Linked DNA regions of Mus musculus: all the other regions are linked to region 1. Evidence: chromatin contacts called from public HiCAR-type and promoter capture Hi-C data. All regions are on one chromosome and are shown on one strand. Each heading gives the region's core, a stretch centred on a gene start, on an enhancer-like site or on the middle of the called end of the contact. The rest is flanking DNA. Distances are from core to core; before and after follow the strand shown.

What was found. Promoter capture Hi-C pulls out the DNA fragments that hold promoters and counts their contacts. HiCAR-type assays count read pairs that join an accessible place to other places. Capture Hi-C pulls out chosen DNA fragments and counts their contacts.
Region 2: a promoter capture Hi-C map of pre-B cells shows a contact between it and region 1, with 2.3 times the contacts expected there. The contact joins the promoter of Reps2 here to the promoter of Ap1s2 in region 1. A contact is called at or near these places in 1 of 39 promoter capture datasets (pre-B cells) and 1 of 115 datasets of contacts at active chromatin or transcription factors (microglia).
Region 3: a contact with region 1 is called in a promoter capture Hi-C map of pre-B cells, with 6 times the contacts expected there. The contact joins the promoter of Rbbp7 here to the promoter of Ap1s2 in region 1. A contact is called at or near these places in 5 of 39 promoter capture datasets (cranial neural crest, hippocampal neurons, liver and 1 more), 3 of 484 Hi-C or Micro-C datasets (CD4 T cells, CD8 T cells and regulatory T cells), 2 of 115 datasets of contacts at active chromatin or transcription factors (embryonic stem cells and pro-B cells) and 2 of 9 other capture datasets (adipose tissue and liver).
Region 4: a contact with region 1 is called in a HiCAR-type map of astrocytes, with 5 times the contacts expected there. The contact joins the promoter of Txlng here to the promoter of Ap1s2 in region 1. A contact is called at or near these places in 4 of 39 promoter capture datasets (the 3T3-L1 cell line, embryonic stem cells, erythroid cells and 1 more), 1 of 484 Hi-C or Micro-C datasets (CD4 T cells), 4 of 115 datasets of contacts at active chromatin or transcription factors (astrocytes, embryonic stem cells, large pre-B cells and 1 more) and 1 of 9 other capture datasets (adipose tissue).
Region 5: a promoter capture Hi-C map of liver shows a contact between it and region 1, with 6 times the contacts expected there. The contact joins the promoter of Syap1 here to the promoter of Ap1s2 in region 1. A contact is called at or near these places in 3 of 39 promoter capture datasets (cranial neural crest, maxillary cranial neural crest and pre-B cells), 6 of 484 Hi-C or Micro-C datasets (B cells, CD4 T cells, CD8 T cells and 3 more), 7 of 115 datasets of contacts at active chromatin or transcription factors (the 230-238 cell line, cardiomyocytes, embryonic stem cells and 3 more) and 2 of 9 other capture datasets (adipose tissue and liver).

The regions. Positions count from the first base shown.
Region 1 is chrX:163,907,735-163,910,276 of GRCm38.p6, forward strand. It overlaps Ap1s2 (adaptor-related protein complex 1, sigma 2 subunit), which reads left to right and starts at 1,283. Exons shown (of 6, transcript NM_001290379.1): 1 at 1,283-1,539. Gm52456 (predicted gene, 52456) reads right to left here and starts at 1,797. Exons shown (of 2, transcript NR_165469.1): 1 at 1,677-1,797; 2 at 376-1,564.
Region 2 is chrX:162,642,396-162,644,937 of GRCm38.p6, forward strand. It overlaps Reps2 (RALBP1 associated Eps domain containing protein 2), which reads right to left and starts at 1,263. Exons shown (of 18, transcript NM_178256.4): 1 at 879-1,263. The coding sequence starts at 1,112.
Region 3 is chrX:162,759,091-162,761,632 of GRCm38.p6, forward strand. It overlaps Rbbp7 (retinoblastoma binding protein 7, chromatin remodeling factor), which reads left to right and starts at 1,282. Exons shown (of 12, transcript NM_009031.3): 1 at 1,282-1,617; 2 at 2,485-2,542. The coding sequence starts at 1,602.
Region 4 is chrX:162,828,180-162,830,721 of GRCm38.p6, forward strand. Txlng (taxilin gamma) reads right to left here and starts at 1,275. Exons shown (of 10, transcript NM_178935.5): 1 at 1,060-1,275. The coding sequence starts at 1,161.
Region 5 is chrX:162,887,198-162,889,739 of GRCm38.p6, forward strand. Syap1 (synapse associated protein 1) reads right to left here and starts at 1,265. Exons shown (of 9, transcript NM_025932.2): 1 at 872-1,265. The coding sequence starts at 1,088.

The sequences.
Region 1 (2,542 bases), core at 33-2,532:
ATGAACATTGATGTCTAATAAGGGGGTTCTTTACATTAAGTAAACACAGCTTCGCTAAAAGTGTAGCATCTTTTTTTTCTTACATTAGTTAATTTACAATTCCTGTTTAGTAATCTCTGCAAAGAAAGGCATGCCCAATGAATACTCTGTTCTGGCTTTTGTTGTAGGGACAGAGGTGACAGTAGTAATGAGTAGCATTTGACAGGGGAAATCCATGGCTGTCCAAGCAAGGTCACCTAATCCTGTGGATCTCCATTCCCCTTATCTATAAAAGATGAGTTGAACTCGATGATCCATCCATTCCACCATTCAAATAAAACACAGACATCCATCATACGCCCAGACTAAGTCAACATTTCAGCTTTTTAACAAGTCTATCATCATTTTATAATTTTATTAGACAACTCACATTTATCAGTAGTGTTAAAACCAGGCAGAGAACTAGGTTGTTAAACGAATAAAATCCAAGGTGCGCTAAACAGAAGCATGTGGGTAAAAGAGGAATTCGTTGTTCCGGGGCTTTAGGGTGAGGCTTTATAGATGTGACATTAGAGGAAGGACATGCCAAGGCGAGCGAGTCATCAGCCAAGGCTAAACTGGAACCCGGGATGGGGAAGGTGCGGGCGAGACCGTGAGAAGGAAGCGGGATCTAAAAGGACTAAGCGCTGTCTGGATTTTTTTTTTTTTTTTTTTTTTTTTTTTTTTTTTTTTGCAGCAGAGAGCGGACTACAACTCCTCCAGTCCGCCGCACTGCTGGGGGAAGCAAGCCCTGAAGAGAGGCTCTAGCAAAGCTTGTGGCGAGAAATGTCTAGGTTAGCTGGGGCTGGAAAGGAGGGGCCTCCCTGCAAACGCGGGCACGAGCACCGCGACAGCGCTGACTTGTTTTCCCCTGAGTTGCAGCACTCCTGTCCTTGGCTCCCACCATCATCGCCGACTGTCACACCTCCCCGCCCAACCCTCTGGAGACCCACGGAGTCACTGGCGCTCGGAATCAGCCCCTTTGCGGTGCGGACCATCCTTTAGCCTGCACCACGGGGTCAGCTAAGGGCGCCGCGGAGCCCCATCACCCTGCCACGGAAGGAGCCAGGACAGCCGCGCGCGCCGCGTCCCGGCAGCACAGCCCGAAGTACGCAAGCGCGCTGGCCACAGCCTAGGCCGCTTCCGGGTCACGTGGCCAGACTTCCGGCCCTCGCCACGCCTACCCTGCGGTTATTTGACCAATCGGCTTCTCGTTCTTGCCGGCAACAGCGCTCACTCTAGAGGCGGTTGGCGCCCCCTCGGCAGCTTGGCGCGCGGTCTCCGGTCCGCCTCTCCGCTCGCCGCAGCCCGGGCTCCTCCTCCGTCCAGCCTCCAGGGCGGGATCTGTCGGCTCGCCCTACCCTCGCAGCCTAAGCCTGCCCTCCACCAGACGGGTCCCCTCCCCGCGGCACCACGGCTTCCCTTCCACAGCACGGCGACGGGGGCTTCCCCTCAGCAGCTGCCGGCGCCTCAGTCTCCGCGGCCAGCCCAGCTCCGCCGCGTCCGCGGCCCGCCGCCGCCGTAAGTGCTGAAGGAGTCCGCTGAGCTGGCAGGGATGGAAAGAGGGAGTGATGGCTGGGACGCGCCCCCCGCCGCCCCGTGAGCGCCCCGACGACCCCACCCCGAGTCCTCCCGGGGCGCCGCGCCCCGAAACTCACTTCTGCCGGCGGTAGCGCTCCGCTCTCCACTCGGCAGCGCGCCGGTGATGCAGGGGAACCGGTCCTAGGTTCCGCGGGGACCCCGCGGCACCTGTGGTTCGCTGATCGCCTCAAGTTTGACGGGGCGTTTTGGGGAGGGGCTGGGGTGACGGCGACCGAGGACTTGGCGCCCCTGGCGGGCCAGCGGATGCCATTGTCTCTGCTCCACTCCTTGCCGGTCACCTCGCCCAGCTTTGGGTACTGATGGAGTGTAGTCCCGGGAGGAGGGGAGGCGTCCGAGACTGCGGGACCCCAGGGATGCTGGACCAGAGCCCACTCCAAGGCTGAGCTCATTGTTGGGTTTTTTGTTTTGTTTTGTTTTGTTTTTGTTTTAATACCAATCTGGAGAAATTGTTGTCCCGGGATTTGCGGCAAAAATCAAAGCGAGGGAAAAGGAATACTTGTGCCGCGGGTTTCGTCCCATGTTAGCACATCATTTGTTTTGAGGAAAATGCTTGGTTTCTTCGTCCTCCAAAGTGGTAGGGCGGATACTGGACCCCGCTACAGATAGCCTAGAGCACACCCCAGTCATTAGCAAACCATCTCTCCTGGTCAAGATTTAAGAAAACCGATCGGTCCCTTCCCCAAGTTCTGATAACGGTTTGCGTTCAATGTCCAGTTCTTTCGATGCCGTTCTTTTCGATGCCGCTGTCTTCAGGACTTACAAGGGTGGCACTTTGCTCTCAATGAATTATATAGTGTTGTGTGGGGTAATAGCCAATTTTAACTTTATTAAAGTTAAATGGCTACGCCATAAATATCCGGATGTTTTCTTGATGCCTTTTTGGGATATTGCGAGGTGGATTTCCTGTCTAGAGCCAATTTGA
Region 2 (2,542 bases), core at 13-2,512, 1.3 Mb before region 1:
CATCAACCGACAGACAAAGGGCTTCCCAAGCAATTTCTCCAAGCCTCGAGGAAAGCACAAAACAGCACCTGCAGTGAATCACTCCTCCCTCCTTTCCAGGTACGGGGCAGACAGACAGAAGCTATGACACCGTCTGTTTCGTAACTCCACGTCAAAGTCAAGTGACAATAAGATGACAAACTACAGCTGTAGACTTCTGAATCCACCCCTGGACCCAAATGGGGAACTTACTTTGAACTTGATCAATGTTCCTATCTTGTAGCCCTGAGTCCCTGTTCTACAATTGGGCTTTAAGGTTTTCCAGTTCTATACTAATAATCAGAAATACATTAGTGAACAAATCTATGTAGCAGATATGTACATATCACAAGTATAAAGGACAACATGTAGCTGTAGGCCCAGAGCCTACAGACACACATGTACACACCCTTCAAGTTCAAATCCCAACAAGGCACCCCGAGAGTGTAGTCAACAAAGGGAGGGGCAGGAGCAAGGAACAGAGGTTAAAGCAAACAGCAGCCAAAACAAACATCACTTTCGGAACAGGGCAAACTTTGGGTCTGGGAGATTGTAGAACCCCCAGATATGATAGGGGTGTCAGACTTTCTCAAGAGACGAAGAGCACAGCCAAGCACTAGGCTAGGAGCAGATGAGCTGCAGAGGAGGCTGGTGTCCCTGGGGACAAGGGCGTCGCCGCCATCCTCGGCAAGAGAGCACCCCCCTTTTTTTTTTTTTTTTTTTTTTTTTTTTTTTGCGGTCCTGGCCACCGCCCTCCAGATCTCCGGGAATAGTCCCTGGGAATAGTCGTTGTTGCCCCATTCTTCCCATAGACACTGCCCCCACAGACCAGAGAGGGATAAAAGAGCGCAGAGACATACCTGGTGCAATGTCTCTGGTGGCAGCTGCGACGCTCGAAACAGATCAGCTACTGGACCAGCGGCCGCAGTGGCAGTGCCGGGGGCGACCCTGGTAGCCTCGGGGGGACCAGGTCCGGGGCCCCCGCTTGCAGCGCCCGCACAGCGCGCGAAGAGCTCAGAGTAGCACTGCTGCTCGCTATCGCTCAGCAGCAAAGGCGGCCCGGCGCCGCAGCCTCCGCCCGCTGCCACTTCCATAGGGCCTTCTGTAGCGTCCGAACCGACCGCCTTCCCTGGCCGAGGTGCTGGTGCTGCCGCCAGGGCCACCACCGCCGCCTCGGCCTCCGAAGCCGCCGCCCCCACGCCCCGCAGCTGCAGCGCCGCCGCTTCCTCCAAGAGAGCGCCGGCCCCGCCCCCTCCGGGCTTGAATGTTGTGCCTCCTCTGCGCGGCACATGGAGACAGGCGCGGCGCTGACCAATCACAGCCCGAAATCCCACCTGGGCCCCTCCCCGAAAGCCCGCCCCGCTCCGCCCCTTCGCCAGGTAAGGAACGCAACTCTGGCTGCCGCCCTCCCAAGCCTTTCACCTGCTCTGCAAGGGAGGCCAGGCAGAGAGAGCTGCTGCCAACGCCCACCTAGCCCACCGTGTTCCTGAGGGGCATCTTGGGCTCTCCACCCTGGCTAAGAAGGGAACATCTGGACACACACACAAGAAAAAGAGTTTTTCAGGGGATGGGGAAAACTGAGATGTTGTCTCATTAGGAGTCCCATAGGGATGTGGTGTCCAATTAGAAAAAGGACCAGTCACAAAAAGTTGGATTTCCCTTCCTCCTATGTCCTGAAAAGCTAAAAAAAAAAAAAAAAAAAAACAACCAAACAAACAAAAACAAAGATGTGAATGGGGTCCCAGCAGCACCCCAGAGATGATGGGGTTTGGCCACTTTCTCAGGTATGGCTGGGATCTGGATTTGAACCTTACTGAGAAGTGCCAGAAGGTATTTCTTGAAGAAGGTACTTCAGAAGGTCCTTGAGAAAGAAGTGGGAAGAGGCGTTTTGGGGTTTTGTTTGTTTGTTTGTTTTTCAGATATGAGGTCCATTATGCTCCACTGCTTGACTGAAATCTGGGAAACAGTTGGTGAGAGACACTATCTGGAAAATTTATGCTTCTTAAGTCCTGAAAGTACTGACCTCTGTAACACAGAGTCCTCACTTTCTGGAAGGATTTTTTTATTTTCTTATTTTTTTTTTTTTAGACAAGGTCTTTTCTTAAGACATCTGGCTCAGAAAACACTTCTTTTGGCAGGAAAACAACAGTTTTTTACATTTTGTCCAAAATTTATTTGTCCAAGTTCCTACCAAAAAAGTCAACACTGGAACTCAGAACTTTAAAACCCAGTGTGCGTGTGCGTGTGCGTGTGCGTGTGTGTGTGTGTGTGTGTGTGTGTGTGTGTGTGTGTGTGTGTTCAAATGGGCTTCTTCCCTGATGGCTATTGCTCTAGCCAAAAGTGTGGTGGTTCTTGTTTGTAACCTTAACACTAGGAGGCTGGGGCAGGGGAATGACCAAAATTTTGAATCTACTCTAGCTACACTGTGAATTACAAGCTAGCCTGCAAAAAAAAGGGGGGGGGATCCACAAATAATATACTAGAAGAAAAACGTCTGCCCCACAACAGTGTTGAAAATGTCAGT
Region 3 (2,542 bases), core at 32-2,531, 1.1 Mb before region 1:
GGAGCTGACATGGAGGGAGGGCGTTATAATAATGAATTGTACCACATGGGAAAACAAGAGACCCAAGACAGTAAATTTCTATATAAGGGAACGTGACTGTTTCTGTCACATACTAGAGTAACGTCTGAGTTGGTTTCTCGATCAGAAAAGAGAGCATCCTCGAGGCCTCTGCATGGTTGCGTTTAAGCATGAAGGCACTTGGAAAGCTATCAAGGGAACAAATGTTCCGGGGGTGTTTCTGCAAGGAGAGCCTCTGAGTTTAGATGTAGACTGTGGTTCCCTTTAAGCGTAGGCGCCTGGGCCCCTCTGCTCTGGCCCTCTTTTTCTCCCTGGGATCATGTGGCTTTCTCTTCACCCCCCCCCCCAAGGCTAAAAAGCTTCAGAGAAATGCAGAGCTCAGGTATGCAGGCCTAGATTAGCCCAGCCCAGCTCTCTCCAGTTCAGCAGCCAGCTGCAGGGTCAAAATGGGACCCCTTCAGGTGACAAGAATGACTCAGCAGGGGCCTAGGCAGGAACTGAGATAGGGAAGCAGTGGCAGGCACAAAATCCCCTGCAGCAGCAGGAAGCTAAAGAACCAGTAGGTTAAGGACGCACAAAGGTGAACATACAAAAAGTCATTTAAGTCAACTTTCGACGAGGGGCGGATTGAAGGCCTGCGCCATCGCAGGCCTTAAATAAAGGTCTGCCCAGCTTCTGGGAGAAAAAAGAAAAACCCGCCCAAGGTCTCTCCTAAAGGTCCCTTTCGCTTATGACAAATGTCACCAGAGCTCGACTGGGCCCTCGATACAGTTGAATGGGGGAGCCTTTGAGGGGTGCAGAAAACTGCGTGGCCGTGATTATCTGGGAGACTTTGCGGGCAGTGTAATCTCTCGAGACCAGGAAACCATTTTCCTCACTGGCTCTGAGATTTTGCTTTGCTAAGGCGGCTGCAGCTTCCCTGCCCCCCTCGCACACCCCCGCCGCCGCCGCCGCCGCCGCGGCTGCTGCTTTAAGCAACCACGCCCCGCGGGCCCCAGGCTTCTTGGCCCTGGGGCTCGCAGCCCCCGCGCAGCCTGCACACCGCGCTCGCATCCGCCCCACCCCCGCGCGGGCCCAGCCGCCCCCGCGGCCAGCCTGGGGAGTGACGCCTCGCGCCTGCGCCTCGCCGACTTCCTGCCGCGGAACGCCCCACCCACTCTCGAGAAGCCCACCCCCGGAGAGCGCGTCAGACCCTCCCGTCGCACGCTATTGGTCCAAGCCGCCGAGCCGTTGGCTCCCAGGCCCGCCTCTTCTCCGCCTCTCCAATTTCCCAGGGCGGCTGCGCCTGCGCTCAGCTGCCTGGGCGGGCTGAGAGGCGCGGGTTGAAAAGTCTCGTTCCAAGTTTGGCGAGAGGGAGAGAGAGGAGAGCGGCTCAGACCTCGCTACCCGCCAGCGGGGAGGAGGCAGAAGAGGAGATCGCGGCGTCTGGGGGGAGAACCCAGACGGCCAGACCGAACTCAGGCTTTTCCGAGCGAGGACTGCGTGACGTGCCTGGGAGAGGCAAGGAGCGCCTGCCGGGCTGCTCTTGACTAGCGAGAGAGAAGTCCGAGGCGGCCAAGGGGGGCGAAACGACCCGACGCAAGATGGCGAGTAAAGAGAGTAAGGATGCCTGCCCTGTGGGGCGGGCGGGCGTGCGGGCGCCGGGACTCCGGGGGGCTGGCGGGCTCCCGAGGCCTCGGCACGCGCTGACGAAAGGCGCGAATTGGCGTGAGGAGCAGGGGGCGGGGCTGGGCGCGAGACTCGCCGCGCGCCTGCAAGGGGGCCTGCGCGACACGGGGCCTGGTCGCCGCCGAGGGCCGGGAGCATTTCCGGAGCCGGGCGCGGGGGCCGAGAGAGAGGCCCCCCTTCCCCCACCCCCACCCCCACCCCGCGGCCTAGCTCCCTCCGACGCCCTTGGCTCGGGGGCGCAGGCGCTCGCGGCCCGAGAAGTCAGCGGCGGGCGCGGATTCTTCCGTGCGCGTGGTCGTCGTCCGTCTGGGGTCGCGGCCCGTGTCCGTGTCGGGAGGGGGGGGAGGAGCTGGATCCCGCCGGACTATGGCTGCCGATCGTGGCTTGGTGGGGAGCTGGGGCCTCCTGCGAGGGTGGGGGGTGGAGGGAGCAGGCCTGTGGGCTGCTGCTGTTCCACGTGGATTGGATCTATTCGAGTGGGTCGGGGCACCGGTTTACAATGCGGATCATCGTAGAACAGGTGCGAGCGGCTATAAAAAGGCTGACGAGCTCGGTGGTAGGGCAATTAATGACCCAATTCGGGTAAGCGCCGGAATCCCGATCTTGGAAGTGGAGGCGAAAACGCTTCCTGATGTTGATCTTCTCACTTTGTGGGAGAGCAGTTCGTGTGAGCAGGATAGGTAAAAGGAAAGAATAGATAAGGTGTGGCCGTCTCGAGGTGACCTCCAGGATCCGTAGCCATGCCTTTGACTCCGAGCCTTCTCAGCCACTTAATTGTGGGCTTTCTCCAAATTTCAGTGTTTGAAGATACTGTGGAGGAGCGTGTCATCAACGAAGAGTATAAAATCTGGAAGAA
Region 4 (2,542 bases), core at 25-2,524, 1.1 Mb before region 1:
TACACCCCAGTTCTTGGTTCCTGGGCCTGAAAGCCCTGTACCCTACTCGTTGTGCAATCATTGTCAAAACTCCACCCACTGAGCTCCAGAACAAGTGGATTTCTCCCATTCTGAAAGAGATCTCGATTTTCTTGTATCCAGGGAGACACTGAAAACTCCTTGACGTGAGTCAAGTAAGGCAAGGGGAAACAAACAGTCCAGCTCTTCTCCTAGATTAAGAAAGACCAAAACCGAAGCCCAGGAGGAAACTCAAGTTTCCACTTATCAAATTAAAAAGAAAGAAAAGAAACAGAGGGTAGTGGCAGGAAGCCGGAGACAGCTATCAGAAGATGATGCTGGTTCCCCAGCATCACCACCTCATCCCCAGCCTCACACTCAAGGCAGGTCCATGATGCCCAGAGACCAAGCCCCGTTGTGGATCCCGGGAGCCCCGCGGCGTCCCCCGCGTAGCCACCCGCGCAGTGTCGCGGGGGACCGCGGGGGGGCAAGGGGAAGGGGGGAAGGGGCGAAAGGCAGCCCCGGCTTCTGCGCTGTTATCTTACTGCGCAACAGCCTCAGCTCTGAGGCCGGGGAGCACCCCGCAGCGCGCGCCCTACGCACCTGCCCAACACGGAGAGGGCTACCCCGTACCCCGATAAGCCCCCACCCCCACCCCGTCACCTCCTTGGGCAGCGGAGTCCCAGTGCCCGGTGACCACACAGGCTGAAGACTCAACACCCGGGGCAGCACCCGCCGCACGTGGCTGTCACACCTGGAGCGCCCCTGCCTAGCACCCCTTCACCCTCTCAGACCGGGGTCCACCATGTCCTCCCTCAGCCCCCTACTAGGCGTAGTGTCCCCAAGTCCCAACCACCGTCCCTTCTCACCAGATCCATTTCAGTCACAACCACCCCGCACCTGCTCCCCAACTATCGTCACTCTTCTGAAGGAAAAGGGGGAACGGGCCGGATGTTCGTCCCGTAGCTAAAGGTAAAGGGGTAAGTGAAGAGGTGAACCCCAAAAAGGGTAACCCAATCATCCCCGCGACCCAACCACAACGAAGGCGTCCCCTCCACTGACCTTCTGCGGGGGGCTACGTCGCCGTCCGCCCCGTCCGCCCTCACTAGCCTCCTCAGTACCGCCGCCTCTTCCTCGCGTTACCTCCTCAAGCCGAGTCGCCATGAGGTGACGGCAGCAGCCAAACAAGCGGCTGGACCAGGGGCACGGAACCTCTCAGGGGCTTCAGCCCCGCCCCCTTTACACCCCAACCAATCGTAGCGTGAGAGTCTTCTCACGTGACCGGAGGAGGTTGGCTCCTGAGGAAAGGCAGTTTGTTGGGGGTGGGGAGCGTAAAATTTTGGGCTGGGCTTCTGTTAGGGCCGAAGGGCAGACAGAGGCCGCTGGAGTCTGCGCGGACCGGGAAAGGGAGTAGACTACGAGTCCCAGAAGAATGTGCGGCCCCGGCGTCCAGCCATGAATCCGGATAGGAGCGTCCTGGGGGAAGAGTACCCGCTGTGCTGAGTGTGCAGCCTTCTGGGGCTTGTAGTCTCTGAGCGGCAATGTCGCGGTACCGGAAAGTAGTCGTTATTAACCTACAAGAAAAGTTTTAAAATCTTCCAGAGTTTGAGAAGGAATAGAATCAGAGACACTTCTTTGTGGTTTTGCTTTTTTTGCTCTTCTTCATAATTGTGCAAGTATAATTTGAGAATAAGAGACTCTTTTAACTTCGCTATTTTCGAGGTGGGAGATGCAGTCTCAGAATTTGGAACATTGGACACTTGCCCAGAGTACAGCCTCTCTACCAGAGTTCTCCCCAAGGTTTAACTGTCCAGAGTTCCTTTGGGCTGGAAGCCTATTCACCTTTGCCCAACTGATCTGGCTTCAAGTACAGTTCTCCATGTTAGTTCAAGATTAATTCGTATTTAAAATGTCTTGCTTTTTGCACCATATGTTTTGCTAATTAAAAATATCACGAACTCTGTTTACTAAAACAGTTATTTTTTTCTTGATATGTTAGAGAAGGTCACTCAGAAATATCCCCTGTTTTCTATTTAATGGAACCAGATCCTTAGTGGCCTAGTGTCTAGAAGTCACTGACCATCACAAAATCCGGAATTGAAATAATTCACTATGAAAATCTGTACAAATATACTTTCCTACAGTTGAACACAAAACAGTGATACCAGGAGCCAAAACTTAAATAACTTGAGGGACTGAAAATTTCAAATGAGCAAATTCTTAGGAGAAAATAGGGTTGGTTTTGTTATTAATGTTGTTTGGGGGTTTTATTGTTATTTTTTTTTTTTGTGGTGCTCATTATCAAACCACGGATCTCATACATACAACACCTGCACTCAACCACTGAACTACACTCCAGCTCAGTTCAGTTGAAGAAATTCTTTTTTTTTTTTTTTTTTTTTTTTTTTTTTGGTTTTTTTGAGACAGGGTTTCTCTGTGTAGCTCTGACTGTCCTGGAAGTCACTCTGTAGACCAGGCTGGCCTTGAACTCAGAAATCCACCTGCCTCTACCTCCCAAATGCTGGGATTAAAGGCGTGTGCAACC
Region 5 (2,542 bases), core at 15-2,514, 1.0 Mb before region 1:
TGGCTCAAAATCTACTTGTACTACTATCAGTAAAACGCTGGACTTGTTTCCCCAACCCCTTGGGGATTGTGAATAGATGAAATGAGGGATTTATTATTCACCAAAGATCTAGCACTGGAACTTGAGTATAGCAGACAATTGGCACCTTCTTTCCCACCTTAAGGGAAAAAGGTCCTGCTGAAAGGGGAAAAGAAAAAAAAATACTGATCGCGAAGCGACAGGGAAGCAGAGGTGAGAGGATCAAGGTCATCCTTGACTTTATGGCAAGTTCGAAACCATCTAGGGCTGATTGAGACCCTGCTTCAAAAAAATCAAAAGAAGGCATGAATGACTATGGCTCGAGTAACTTTTTTTTTGGACAGGGTTTCTCTGTATAGCCCTGGCTGTCCTGGAACTCACTCTGTAGACCAGGCTGGCCTCGAACTCAGAAATCTGCCTGCCTCTGTCTCCTGAGTACTGGGATTAAAGGCGTGAGCCACCACCACGGCTCGAGTAACTTAACGAAGTTACTTTAGACAATACCTTTCAGTCCTTTCTTGGGACAAAAGGCATTTTTCTAAACCAATTCTAGCTGGGAGTCAGAGTTGGAGATTCAAATGAACGTTTTCAAGTTGAACAAACCGAATTCCTTGTCAAAACCCTGAAGACAGCAGCACACTGATCGCTTTCCGGCTTCCCAAGTTTACAAACTTTGCAGGAAAGCGACAAGTCCTTAGGCACGTCGAGGAGATGAAGTGACTGCTTGGTGAACTTTGGCGTTGTCCAGCTCCTTAGCCAACTAGCCCATGTCAGAGAGGACCGTCCCCCTCCTCGTACATCAACATCCCCGCGTCCCCTCCCAGTCCACTCTCAGGTCCCAGAGAGAACTCACTGCCAAGGCCTTTGGCCTGGTGGAGGAACTGTGGGTCCTCCGTCGGCGGCTGCTGCTGCTGCTCCTCAGTGGGCTCCACGGGCCGCTCGGGGCTCTCCTCAGAAGGCGCGGCTCCCGCGGACAGCTTGTCCCCGTCCCGGCTGGGAGGCTCTTCTCCCTCCGCCGCCGCCCCCTCGGGCGGCTTCAAGCCCAGCCAACTGCTCAACCCTCCGAACATCCCGCCCGCGGGGTCACCGCCGCCTCTGCCGCGGTCCCCTCGCCCAAGAGCCCTGGCACCCTTAACCACTGGCTGATCCGACTCCGCTGGTCTTCGAGGGAGACTGACCGGAACCGGAGACCTCCCGAAGCTTGGCCCACCCTCTCTGACGGCGGCTCAGCTGGCCGCGCATGCGTCATGTCCGGCTAAGGCTCCGCCCCCTCTGCATCGACTCCCCGCCTCCCCGCCTCCCCGCCTCCCCGCCTCCCCGCCTCCCCGCCTCCCCGCCTCCCCGCCTCCCCGCCTCCCCGCCTCCCCGCCTCCCCGCCTCCCCGCCTCCCCGCCTCCCCGCCTCCCCGCCTCCCCGCCTCCCCGCCTCCCCGCCTCCCCGCCTCCCCGCCTCCCCGCCTCCCCGCCTCCCCGCCTCCCCGCCTCCCCGCCTCCCCCTGCTTTTGGAAAAGAGGCTAAGGGCCAAAAGGGTTTTCTCCGCTGAGCTCTTCTTGCTCTCTACCCACTTTTCTATTTTCCCCAGCTTTGTTTTTTGTTTGTTTGTTTGTTTTGTTTTGTTTTTGGCTTTTTCAAGACAGGGTTTCTCTGTGTAGCCCTGGCTGTCCTGGAACTCACTTTGTAGACCAGGCTGTCCTCGAACTCAGAAATCCGCCTGCCTCTGCCTCCCAAGTGCTGGGATTAAAGGCGTGCGCCACCACGCCCGGCTTATTTTCCCCAGCTTTATAGGTGTGTGGTTGGCATCTTTGGGGGCTCTCCTACCTGGTCTCACTTTGTGATTACCTCGAGATGACAGCCTCCTTTTTTAGGGCCAGCTGGACCGGGTTACACCCCCACCCTTGGAAAAGGAGGCCTCAAGCCTCCTCCTGAGTTTAACCCAAAGCTGGGAGTAATGCATAGTGATTTAGGCCAGCCTGGGCTACCTAAGTTCTTGTGTCAAGAGCAGAACATTAAAAAAAAAAAAAAACCTAAAGGAAAAAAGGAAGGAAATCAGCTGAGCGTGGTGGCACATGCCTTTAATCCCAGCCCTCGGGAGGCAGAGGCAGGAGGATTTCTGAGTTCGAGGCCAGCCTGGTCCACAAAGTGAGTTCCAGGACAGCCAGAAAAACCCTGTCTCAAAATACCAAAAAAAAAAAAAAAAAAAAAAGAAAGAAAGAAAGAAAGGAAATTAATTGTAAGGAAGAAGTTGGGGTGGGGTACTTATAGATTAAAAATTGGTTTACAGTGGGTAGGTAAAATGGATTAGCAGGTAAAGGTACTTGCCACCAAGTTTGGCAACCTGAGTTTGATTCCTGGTACCTATCTGATAAAACTGACCCTTGCAGGTTCTCTGTCCTCTGATCTCTACACAGGCTCTGTGACTACCTATACCATAAATAAAATTTAAAGTATTTCACACAATAGCTTAGAGAACTTACTGGGACTGAAGCTCAGTCAGTGGTAGACTGCTAAAACACATGCCCAACACA